Linked DNA regions of Bos taurus: region 2 is linked to region 1. The links are chromatin contacts, called in public Hi-C maps. All regions are on one chromosome and are shown on one strand. The core of a region is the stretch at or near the end of the contact, and the rest is flanking DNA. Distances in the headings are between cores, read along the strand shown. Region 1 overlaps STAT3 (signal transducer and activator of transcription 3). Region 2 overlaps CAVIN1 (caveolae associated protein 1).

Region 1 (6,247 bases), core at 2,749-5,248:
GGCTGCCCATGGCATCAGCTTACAGAATAGGCAGAAGGATGCAGCTGGCACCAGGAGGCACTTGACTCACAACGACAACAAGCTGCTGAGAAAGGGGGCCGGGGGGCGGGGGAGGAGGGCAAAAAAAGATGTTTCCTCTTTCTCCCTCTCGCCGCCCCTTCCACATCCCCTGATCTCAGTTGTGGAGCGTGTATTCTTATTTGCATGTAGATAAAAGCATATCACCCACATTCATTCATTTCTCTATTTTAAAAAAGTGCCCAGATTGCTCAGAGATAGCTAAAGTGAGAGATGAAAAAAAAAAAAAAATCTGGAACCGCAAAGCTGGGAGCTGAGTTGATCTGGGCTTAGGCTGTGTAAGGGCTGGTGGGACATGGGTTGGCGCATCCGTCATCTCTCTGCAGCCTCCGTCCTCGGCTCCTCACATGGGGGAGGTAGCGCACTCCGAGGTCAGCTCCATGTCGAACGTGAGGGACTCTGGAAGAAGGGGACACACACGGGGAGAGCCAGTTCAATTGCCTGGGCCCCACAGCAGGCAGGGCACACAGCCCTAGCTTTCTGGGGCACGGGGCTCAGACCACCACTGCCATCCAGTCTCCTGCCCCTGCCCCTCAGTCATCAAGAAGGGGTAGAGAATTCACATTCTCTCTCCTCCCTATGGGGTCTTGCCTTCTGAAAGGGCACCCACCCCTCTAGGCTGTTGCAGAGCTCCAGACTCAGTTCCCTGTGCCCATACAACAGCTGCCCACCGGCTATCTACTTTACACGTGGTAAAGGATGTATGGCAATGCCGCTCTCTCAGTTCATCCCACCCTCTCCTTCCCCCGCTGTGTCCAAAATCTGTTCTGTATGTCTGCCCTGCAAATAGGTTCATTAGTACTGTTTTTCTAGATTCCATGTATATGAAATTATGTTCATGGTAATATACGAAACTTGTTTTTCTCTGACTTTCTTCACTCTGTATAACAGGCTCTAGATTTATCTACCTCACTAGAATTGACTCAGATGAGTTCTTTTTATGGGTGAGTCCACTGCATACACATATATATGTATGTACCTATGTACACACCACAACTTCTTTATCTATTCAAATGCTTACGGACATCTAGGTTGCTTCCATGTCCTGGCTATTGTAAACAGTGCTGCTACAAACACTGGGGTACATGTGTCTTTTTCAATTATGGTTTTCTCAGGGTATATGCGGGAAGGCAGTGGCAACCCACTCCAGTGTTCTTGCCTGGAGAATCCCAGGGACGGCGGAGCCTGGTGGGCTGCCGTCTATGGGGTCACACAGAGTCAGACATGACTAAAGCGACTTAGCAACAGCAGCAGCAGCAGGGTACGTGTCCAGCAGGGGGATTGCTGGGTCACATGGTAGTTGTATCTGTATACTTTTAATGTTTTAATCATAATATACATACTGGTTTTTTTTGTTTTTTAATATTATGGGAGCCAACTGGCTTGCGGGATCTTAGTTCCCCGACCAGCGGTCGAACCCAGGCTCCCGCACTGGAAGCTCGGAGTCCTAACCCCTGACCACCGGGGATGTCGTACATTCCTATTTTTCTAATACACAGAAATGCTACTGTTTCGGATTTGTTGGGCTAAAGAAAATACATTTGTAAAATTAACCTCACCTGTTCCTTTTCACTGATTTTTTTAACCTGGCTCCTAGAAAATTTACACTGGCACGGGGAGTGCATTTCTATAGGAAAGTGCTGCTCAAGAACTCCTTCTGCCCATTTGGGTGCCCCTTGGTTGGTTCTATACACGGGAGCATCAGCTCAGGGGGACAGTCCAGCAACCGGATACTCACCAAACTGCCCTCCTGCTGAGGGTTCAGCAGCTTCACCATTATTTCCAAACTGCATCAATGAATCTAAAGTGCGGGGGGACATCGGCAGGTCAATGGTATTGCTGCAGGTCGTTCTGTAGGAAAGGGGGAGCAGCAGGAGGGGGAAGGGTCGGGTTGACAAGACACAATGGAGGAAAAAAAAAAGAACAAAACACACACACACAAGCCATCAAACTCTGGTCTCCAACAGAAAAAAAATAAAAGCTCAAGCTTTTTAAACACACGAGGTCACTGTGAGTTTAAATGAGTACCAAACATACTCAGAGGGCTCCAACCCTGCTTCACAAGAGAATTCTCACCCACTGTCCTGTTCCCAGGGATAACTGAGGACATTAGAGATGGAGGCAAAATCGGGGAGGGAAGCCACTTACGGTGTCACACAGATGAACTTGGTCTTCAGGTACGGGGCAGCACCTGGGGAGAAGACAACTCTGCCTTAGCGACTGTGATTCCCACTCTGGGTACCGGAAGGGGGAAGCTGGCTGCCTCCCCAGGGCCGATGTGAAGCTCACTCGATCCCTGAGCAGAGACGGTCTGAAGGAACCTCCATCCCCCACTGGGCTGCCCTCCCCTCCACTATAGACTCTGACGTTCCAGCGCTTGCAGCTGGAAGCTCAGTTCTTTCCCCAAAGCTTTTCAGCAGACTCACTTGAGCTCAGACAAGTGCCAGCCTGGTGTTCATTCTTCCCCTAGATGAGGGTGAAGAGTTTCACTGCTTGTATGCGGACTGAGGATTGTAACCTGGCCTGGTTGTATCTCTTAGATCGGGCACCTCGTCCTGCTCAGACACCGAAGTCACGGGGTCTTTATGAAAACACAGAAGTGGCTAATGCAGTTCCAAAGCTGAGGGTGACATCTTCTGTTCCCATTAGCACTGATCTGCCTGTTACATCCTTCAGTGAGGATATTAGTAACCCCCATTAGATAACTACATCACAGAGAAGAGCCTCTCCATGGGGAGAATGTCTCCGGTGTAGTACAACTGGCTTTGGACTGGGAGATAGGAGGCTGGGGCCTCGTTACATCTTCAAAACACGCTTCCAGTGCAGCGAGTTTGGGTTCCATCCCTAATCAGGCAACTAAAATCCCACATACGGTGTGGGGTGGCCCCCAAAAGTTAATTTAAAAAAAATTTTAAAAATCAACTATATTTACAAGATAATAAAATAAGAGGGAGGAGGAGGATGGAGGGGCCCATCTTTGTCATTTGTGATTCTTCTTCTATAGTTAGAAACATGAAGATTTAAGAATTTTAACTGCTAAATGCTTATACCAAGAGGTCAAGGGGCCCCAGAGACACTGGCATGGAATTTGGGGGATTCCGGTGAACAGACCGCTTAGGAAGGGTGAGGTGGGTCAGGAAAAGCATGACTGGAAAGCTTGGGGCTCACAGAGAAACTGAGAGACCAGAAAGAATGGTGACAACTGGAGAAAGGGCACTGCCATCAGAGTTTATCTGGGGCCAAGAACTAGATTAACTCAGTACAGAATCCAAAGAAGCTACCAAGGCAGGGTTCTGCTATCTTATAAATCCATTTGGGCCCAGGCTTGAGGGGAGCTGACTCCAGCTGACTCCCAGACACAAAAGGGTTTGAATTCTCCTAAGTGATCAATGTTGCTGAGAAAAACAGCTCTGAGATGCCACAGTAGAAGCAAAGGAGAATGATTAGAAGTTGATTTATGGCTCTGTGCAAGGTTGTAAATGTGCTTCATCTAATTTGTAAGATAAGAGATCTGTCATTTCTACAGAGGAGTCTTTCCCTCAAGCCATGAGGAAGTAATGTGAGCTTCTAAGAAAGGAGGAGGGAAGAGTCCTGGGAAGATAAGCCATCTCCAAGAGACAATAAAACCTTCAGGATGGGAACAGAGAGGAAACGGTCAGCTGCTCCACTCTGGAGGAACCCACAGGTCGCCCACCGGCCTCCCCCACACCCCCTGATGCCATCACCAGGCTCCTGCTGCCCCAGGAGACAGACAAAGCTCTTGAGTAATTAGTTCTATCTCATGACTGGCGTCTTGCCCCTGAGGAAACACTGAGTCCCCAGGCAGGAAAAGGCCTGGCCTCCTGCTCACACAGGAGCCGTGAGGGAGGGTGCAGCCTCACACAAGGAACTTGGACCTTGACGGCGAAATGAGTCGAGGGCCCAGCACTTGGACCTAATTGCCTTCCGCAGAAGGAACAGGGCAGTGTGACGGGGGCTGATAAACAGATCTACCAACCGAAGCACAACGTGGAAAGAGAGATAAGTAGCAGACAGGAAATGAGAGTTATGCTCGCCTAGAGTGTGACCAAGACTCAACCCAGAACAAAGGAGAAAGGAAAGTCAATTGCCAGTGAGCCCCAACTCCCTCTTCCAAGTCTCAATCTGCTCGCCCCCAGAAATCCCTCACAGGGAATTACTGTGAAAAGAGTGTGAAGGCAGTGGTGGGTTTGTGTGGGGGAACTATTTGTTCAAAACACAGGTTTTTTCCCAAAGCAGTTAGGGTAGGGAGGCTAACTCAAAAGGATCACTTTAAGCCCTTGCTGGCTCTATGATTAAAGAAAGTTCAATAAAAACAAAGGATGGCAAATAACAGTCTCCTCCTCAGGATCTGGCCAGAGAACCACGAGTCTGAGCCTCAAACGCCCATGGGAACAGGCTAGAAGGCTCCAGCCTCCATGCGGGTGATGGCACCAGAGAGCGAGAGTTTAGTATGAAAAAATGTATGTGTAACTTACATAAGCACATGGGCTCGAGTACACTAAAAAAACATCTGAGTTTCAGTAGCTGCACATTCAAAGCACCAAGCCTAGGCCCCTCCCACCAGTTACCGTCTTCCCCTTCAATCTCCACTCTCCTGAGAATCTCTCTTAAACCATGTTCCAGCGTGCCTAACACTCATTTCCTCCAGAAAGCCTTTCTTCATCCCACTTGGGCTGCTTACATTGTTCAATGATGGGGAAAGGAAACACTCTAGACTGAAGTCTGAGTCGCAAACCTTCCAGCATATGCTTTGCAAGAAGTGCTGTGCTGGCTGGGCATCCTGTTTCTAGAGAATTCCGCCCTCGGTTTCTCTTCGTAGTGTCTTAGGTATGTCTGGGTATGTGTGAGCTGTTTTCCCCTTTAGACCGGTGCCTCCAGTGGGGCAGAGCCTGGTGACTGATTCCTCTCCTCTCTCTAACCCCATCAATTGCCCCTAAAGGCACTCACTATTAAGTTCTTTCCCAGAAAGAGGAATAAAGATCACCAGACTGGGCTTTCCTGGATATCTCGGTGGTAAAGAATTTGCCTGCCAACGCAGGAGACACAGGTTTGATCCCTGGTCCGAGAAGACTCCATATGCCTCGGAGTAACTAAGCCCGTGTGCCACAACCATTGAGCCTGTGGCTCTAGAGCCTGGGAACTGCAACTACTGAGCCCACCTGCCGCAACTACTGAAGTCTGTGCCTAGAGCCCAAGCTCTGCAACAAGAGAAGCCACCGCAATGAGAAGCCCACGCACTGCAAGTAGAGCATAGCCCCCGCTTGCCCCAACTACAGAAAAGCCCATACGGCAATGAAGACCCAGCACAGCCAAAAACAAAAATAAATAAATAAAAATTATAAAGAGAAAATTTCTTAAAAAGAAAGAAAGAAAAAAACAGATCACCAGGCTCTCCAGGCATTTACCTTACCTGTCCCCCAAGGATCCTACGATTTCCCACTTCTCCCCAGAACCAAGTGGCTGTTGCGGAAAATCAACAACTACCTGGGTCGGCTTCAGGATGCTCCTGGCTCTCCGGCCGACAGTACTTTCCGAACGCGTCCTCCTTTGGAATGTCGGGGTAGAGATAGACCAGTGGAGACACCAGGATATTGGTGGCATCCATGATCTTATAGCCCATGATTATTTCAGCAAATGACATGTTGTTCAGCTGCTGCTTGGTGTAAGGTTCCACTGACTGGATCTGGGTCTTGCCTGTCATGGGATACAGAAAGAGAATACTCGGGTGATCTTAGAGAAGACTACCTGATTGATTTTCCCTTGAGGGGGAAAGGCTTATGCCAACCTAGTGTTCGAGACCCTGAATATTCTGCCCAGTTGTCTGGTACTATGGAAATGTTCAGCAGGCTTCGGGAGAAGCTATTCAGCTGGGCCACAAGTAACATAGTTGAATAATTACTTTTATAAGATATATGAACAGAGTGGGTAAGAAAGGAGATGAAGAATACAATTTAAATTTCAAATTTCAAAAAAAAAAATTACCAATTTCTAGGCAAATATTAGCCTCTTGAAGAAAGTGAAAGAGGAGAGTGAAAAAGTTGGCTTAAAGCTCAACATTCAGAAAATGAAGATCATGGCATCCGGTCCCATCACTTCATGGCAAATAGATGGGGCAGCAGTGGAAACAGTGTCAGACTTTATTTTGGGG
Region 2 (6,247 bases), core at 1,544-4,043, 87 kb after region 1:
GGAGCTTCAGCTCTCCTCTTCGGGCTGTGACTTGGGGGTGAGGGGGGTGTCCTTGCTTCTGACAAGTTCCCTTTATGGGGGAAGAACAGGGAGACTGAAGTGTCCTGAGGAGAACCTGATCAGAAGTCAGGCCTTTGAACTGGAAGCAGCACCCCTCTCACCCCAAAGATTCAGGAGAGGAACTCACAAGGCTACGGAGGTCTTGGCATGTTCTACAGCTTTATGGTACTAGCTCTAGGGAAGGATCTTGAAAAGAAACTGCCAGGAGTGAGCCAAGGCCGGGCTGCCCTACACACAGGAATTCCTTACTCTCCTCTCCCCTTCTCCTGCTCTCAACTTGGTGACCTGGCCTTTAGCATCTGGTCTCTTTCCCATCAGCCTCCCTCCTAACTATAATACCAGCTTTCTGGACCCTGGTGCTGCCCTCTTCTGGGACCCTAATTTTCTGGGCTATGAGAAATGGGCTGTCCCTGGGGGCACCATAACCAGTAGAGGTAAGGGGTAAGGCTTACCTCTCTCTTCTTGGATGATGGGTTTCTCACACTGCCCTACCTACTAGTCCTGAAAAATTGTCCTGCTGTCCTCTGAGAACCCCAATAAGATGGGATCCTTGTCCTGTGTTTCTCCTGCTACTAATGAGCATTCTCTTTTCGCCCATTTCCACCTTCTACTATTTTCTGCTTTCCTTCAGAGCCATAGCCATGGGCACCTTTGCGAAGATGCATAAACATGAAGTGCCCTCCCTCCCTCCCCCAGAGCTCTGCCTGGATCCAGCCTTCCTTACTGGGACCTTTTGCAGATACAGCCTGTGCTAGACCCTCATGTAGGGTCATGGCTTACTCTGCTCTCTCTCTGACACTGCCCTGATGCTGCTATTGCTAAGTCGCTTCAGTCTTGTCCGACTCTGTGCGACCCCAGAAACGGCAGCTAGATACTCCCAAAAGCTGCTTTCAAATCCTTCCAGTATGGGGTCTCCCGTGTGGGCAAGGGGCCCTTTCATGGTAATTTTGGCTTTGAAGCCGCCAGAGATCAGAATGAGAAAGAAGAGCTCAGTGAACAGGAATGACAGCAGCCGGGTAAGCGTGTGTGTGTGTGTGTGTGTGAGTGTGTGTGTGTGTGTGACAGCAGCCGGGTAAGCGTGTGTGTGTGTTTGTGTGTGACAGCAGCCGGGTAAGCGTGTGTGTGTGTAAGTGTGTGTGTGTGTGTGTGTGTAGGGGTGGGGGGCGGGGAGAAGGCAGCCTGCCCCAAGCCTGGGCCTAATCACGGAAACGACAGCAATTTCCTCTAGGATTCCCGACTTGGATCCCCAGGACACGAATCACCGCCCTCTGCATTTCCACCCAGCCTACGCCTACAATGGGGATGTCCATGGTGCAGGCTGCCTCCCCCTCGTCTTAATAGCTGTAAGACTTGGAGGGGGTGCTCGTTGTGGGGAGGTGTTCTCGATTTAAAAATATCTCAGCCCATTTGGGGCAGAGAGAGAGAAAGAATGCGAAAGAGAAAGTTCGTAGAGGGAAAGGAATCGGGGCGGGGGCGGGGAGAAGCGGGGCGGCGCGGCCTTCCGGGCACAGCCCCGCGCCCGGCTCAGTCGCTGTCGCTCTTGTCCACCAGCACGGCGTCCGACTCCTCCGTGATCTCCAGCAGCGTGTGCACGTCGGGGCTGCTCCCGCGCAGCAGGTCTGCTGCCTCGCCGCGCTCCGCGCCGCCCTCCTCCTCCTCGGCGCCCACCTCCACCATCTCCGTGGCCTTCAGCACCTCCACCTGGCCCTCGCGGATCTTCTTGACGTGGAACGTGAAGGGCGGCACCTTGTAGACCGCGGTCTTGGAGCGCGCGTAGACCACGTGGTCGGGCGTGAAGGACTTACGCAGCTTGTCTCGCGAGCTCTTGAGCTTCTCGCGGCGCTCGGCGGGGACCAGGCGCGTGCCCAACTTGTTCATGCGCTTCTCCAGGGTGTGCCGCGTCTTCTCCAGGTTCTCCTTTGTCTTGAGGCGGGTCCTCTCCAGGTTTTCGCGCGTGCGCACTTTGGTCTTCTCCATCTTCTCCTTGGAGAAGGCCTTCTTGAAGTCGTCCACGCGCCGCAGGCCGCTGCGCTTGATGCGCTCTGCGCGCGACTCCTCGATGACTTCCTCCACCTCCACCGCCTCGTCCGACGACAGCTCGAGCGCCGCCGCGTCCTCCTCTGGCCGCTCGCCCTCGGCCAGCTCGTCGCCCTCCTTCTCGGGCAGCGTCTCCGACTCTTTCAGCGACTTCCCTATGCTCACTTTGGCCGGCAGTTTCACTTCATCCTAAAGGGAGATCAGAGGGAACAGATGAGGGTGGGGGCAGAGCTGGAGAGTTGGGCGAAGACTTGGGGGGACTCTGGGCGAACCCGGGGCCGGGCATTGGCACCCGTGATGCTGGCAAGTGCGTGGTACCTGTGAAATCGGCCTGGACTCCTGCGCTGGTACCCCCAGCGCCTGGCACCGAGCTGAACACTTCGTGAGCACTCAAATATGTGTTGAATGAATAGTAAGTAGACCTGGAGAAGGGCAAGGCAACCTACTGTAGCCTGGAGAATCGCCATGAACAGAGGAGCCTGGCGGGCTACAGTCCCTGGGGTCGCAAAGAGTTGGACACGACTGAGTGACTAAGCACATATACAGAGTAAAGAGGGAACCGAGCTTCGGATCAGAATCTGGCCTGTTTTCGCACTTCGGTCAAGTATCTCTGCGGCTCTCCAACCCGCTCCTCAAGCCCTGCAACCACCCATGTTAAACCACTTCTTACCCTTTGCCTCCCAGAGCTCACAATCGAACTTTGGAAATGGGCAGAGCGCCCTCTGGTGCACAGAGCCCCACACTGCCCGAGCCAGACCCAAAAGGCTTTGGGTAGTTTGTTTGGGTTGAGGGGTGAGCTCACAGCCGATCTCAGGCGACCCCGAAGTAGGGTAACTTGAAGGTAGGTTTACTTTCAAGGGAGCGCGTTTCCCAGACTTCGTATAGTTTCAGAAGAACCAGTATTAGGGAAGGGGAGTTAATGATCTCCCCACTCTCCCCATACGGTTTGGTTCCACCAATGGTCATTCTCCATCGCTATGTAGAAATTGAGGAAAGAGGAAGAAGCTGTCTGGGAGCTGAGAACATGTTTTCTTCCCAACCTGGAGGTTTCTTCTGGTTCTGACATCCCTGCCTTGGAATGGAAAGGAGGGATTGCTTTTCTATTCTTGCTTCACTACACAACCCGCCCCCCACCCCAGACAGGAGCTCAAGAGCCAGGAGTAGAATGGCGAGATCCTAGATCTCAGAGCCAGTTCTTCTCCTGGGAAGACCCAGCACCAGCACTGTTTTCCATTCCGGGAAGACTTTCCAAGATCCTGACTCTGGACCTACATTTCAGAATCTCAGGATCACCTCTCACCAGAAGGTAGGGGAGATTGAGCCCAGAAAGGAAAAGAGGACATAACCCAGAATGGGTTTGTTTTTGGCCCAAAATACAAAACCCAAAAGTCTCTTTGACCCAGATTCACTTCTTTAGGTACATTGTACAAAGGAATGATAGGGAATAGGTTTTCTGAAGATCGTTTCACAGAATTGTAAGAAAACCCCATCTGAGAAAAATGAGGCAACATAAACTGACCCCTCCTATAAACACACACAAACACGTACACATTTGTGTTGGCTGCTTGGTATCTCTGCACCACCTGCTATAGAAATTCCTTCCCCAGCCCCCAACCTCTTTCCTCTTCCCTCCCATCTACATCCCCACAGAGTTTCCTGGTTTACATTGAAAACTAGGAACACCTCCTCCCAACTTCCTTCCCTCCCTGTCAATATCATTAGCAGGGACAAAGAAGGAATGCTGGCTTCACCTCTTCTCCCAAACTGGGCACCAGCTCTGCTGGGCACCAAGCCATCTCAGGCTCTCATTACTCAACTACACCTCCCAGCAGGCAAGGTGACCTGAGCTCAGGGCATGCTGGGACTTGTAGTCTCTACCTGCCACAGCTGGCTGGGTACTATCGTGGGCATTCTGCAGCATTCTATCTAGCCCTCTGCTTCTTATCACTTGCAGAGGCATTGAAGGGGTATTTTCCTCACTCTGAGTGTCGGAGGGTCCCAGCCAGTCTTAGCAGTCCCTCTGATTCCCAGTTGTACACTTTGGGTCTCCTTTTGCAATCACTTCTCTCCACCTGCTACCAGAGTCCTCTCTCTTACACAACATTTTAGGACTATCATCTAAACTCCCTGTTACTTCTTTTTTTTTTTTTTTTCCCGTTACTTCTTAATTCATCTCCACCCAGAATTTACTGGCAGCCCTAGCATCAAAAAATGTCAGCTCTGATTTCTCCTTCACAGCCGCCTAGTCTAAAAATCCACCCATACCACCAAAGTTAGGAGAACGCCTCCTTTCACTAAAGCTCAGGCAATGTGGATGAATTAAGGGAAGGATTAAGTGTGATGGGTGGGGAAGAGCCAGGAAACAGTCCCTGCTGCTGGAAAACAGATCCACATTGTCTCTGTGCCCCACCCTGGCATCCCTGATTCTCCCCTTTGCTCTGTCCAACCCCTAAAGCCTGAGCTGGCTGGTTTTCCTGGCTTCTGGCTTCTTAGATAAAGCTTGAATTGTGAACAAGGCTGGAGAGAGAGTTCCAGACTTCTTGTAGCCAATCCCATCTTCTTAGTGCCTGATGAGAGGTCTCAAAAACAACATCAGGGAGCAATCCCAGTGAGGGGAGGATTTGGAGTTGTCTCCGCCAGACTAGAATGGTGTATATATATATATTGCCCTTCATCGTGAGGCTTCCTCTAGAGCAATAGCTTACACCAGAGGAATTGCTTTCTTGGTGGAAGGTCAGGGGATAGGGAAAGAAACCATTTGACCTAAGTCCGAGATAATATCCAGTGAATTGGCCCTGGAGAGGGTATACCACTATGACTTTAGCTTTTTCCCTCCATTAATGGATTTTGTCTTTTCTCTCTGTTTCCAAGCCAGGTTTCCCCTATGACTCACAGCTTTGGAGTGCTGTCTTGGGCCCACCCGTTTCGCCTGTTGCTACAACAACCAGCAACAGAATCCCAAAGCACCTCCCCAAACCCTGGGCACAGAGGCCGGGTACCCCTGTCCCACCCCTATTTCCCTGGCAGAGCTCCTAAGTCATAGGAGGGGCCTCAGGGTGGCAAGAAGGGAGAGCTCTGCTTGTTCTGTTTCTATATTTTTATTAAACAAAACCACCAGTCCCAACAGGCTTGGTTTCCAGAGTTAGCTTTAATGACCAGGTCTGAACAAAAGCATGCACAGCTTCCATTGTCTCCCCACCGCCCCGACCCCCCACCAAGCACACACAGCTCCCTAACCCAGGAAAGCACCAGTCTGGGATGAATTTAAGAGGAGCCATAAGACAGCTTCCAGCCCCTTCCTCTCCTCTCCCCAACCGCACTATATAAACTTAAGCTCCTCTGCCTTAGGAAGATTTTTATGTGATTTACTCGAGCACCTACTTCGTGCCTGGTCCTTGGCCAGGCACTTCACATTTGTCAGGGAGAAGGGACACGTATGATATGGCTCTGGGTAGGGTCTTTCTTGACTTAGAGCTAGCCAGTTCTGTTCCCAACCACTGCCTGGAATGACCAGAGAAGATACTGGAGAGGTCATTCGGAGACCTGGGATCTGTGTGTCAGAGGAGGGTACAGACTAGGGGAGAGGTGAGAGATAGGGAAGTCTTAAAAACTCGGGACCTCTACTTTAGGTGGTCAGGACAAGGGGGTGAGACACACTGAAGGCAGAAGGGACCTTTTTTTCTGCTCTAGCATGACACTCTAGCATGTGGGAGGATGTTGCCCCAAAGTGGGTGGAAATTGGTTCTTGGGTGGGGTGTTGGGGGAGTCCAGGTATATATAGGATACATATAGTGTTAAAATTTCATGGGGAAGAGGACAATTAGGAAGAAAAATGTCTAAAAGGACTCCTTAGAAAAATGATCATGTGAAAAAAAAAAAAATGGAGAAACACTGTGCCATAGGTAGGCCAGATCCAGCAAAAGTGTACCCCCTCCTGGCCTCTCTGAGTTGGCAGCTTTTGGGTGCCCTGCCAAAGGCAGGATCTGGCAAACATAAGGGATCTCTTTGCAAAACATTTTCTGGAAAAAAAAAAAAAAAAACCTGGAAAAAATAAGTGTAAAAGTTTTCCCCAGCTGCAGGGAGGGGCATGGAAAGGGCACAGAACAGACCCCTGGCCTGGGCCTCATGAGGGTCCTCTGTAAAAATGGCC

What was found. Hi-C and Micro-C count contacts between places; a contact is called where the count stands out from the background.
Region 2: a contact with region 1 is called in a Hi-C map of liver, with 2.2 times the contacts expected there. The contact joins two enhancer-like sites. A contact is called at or near these places in 6 of 11 Hi-C or Micro-C datasets (blastocyst, blood, liver and 3 more).

Annotation. Positions count from the first base shown.
Region 1 is chr19:42,419,428-42,425,674 of ARS-UCD2.0, forward strand. It overlaps STAT3 (signal transducer and activator of transcription 3), which reads right to left. Exons shown (of 24, transcript NM_001012671.2): 21 at 5,581-5,793; 22 at 2,227-2,269; 23 at 1,817-1,929; 24 at 1-477. The coding sequence ends at 422. Among named protein-coding and RNA genes, the nearest start is that of STAT5A, 27 kb to the left of the region's middle. Within about 2 kb of position 3,999, at least 15 of the 102 cell types and tissues checked have an H3K27ac peak or open chromatin away from gene starts, as enhancers often do. A contact at or near this core is called in liver, where this site is marked.
Region 2 is chr19:42,508,043-42,514,289 of ARS-UCD2.0, forward strand. It overlaps CAVIN1 (caveolae associated protein 1), which reads right to left. Exons shown (of 2, transcript NM_001111103.3): 2 at 1-2,286. The coding sequence ends at 1,585. Among named protein-coding and RNA genes, the nearest start is that of CAVIN1, 11 kb to the right of the region's middle. Within about 2 kb of position 2,794, at least 41 of the 102 cell types and tissues checked have an H3K27ac peak or open chromatin away from gene starts, as enhancers often do. A contact at or near this core is called in liver, where this site is marked.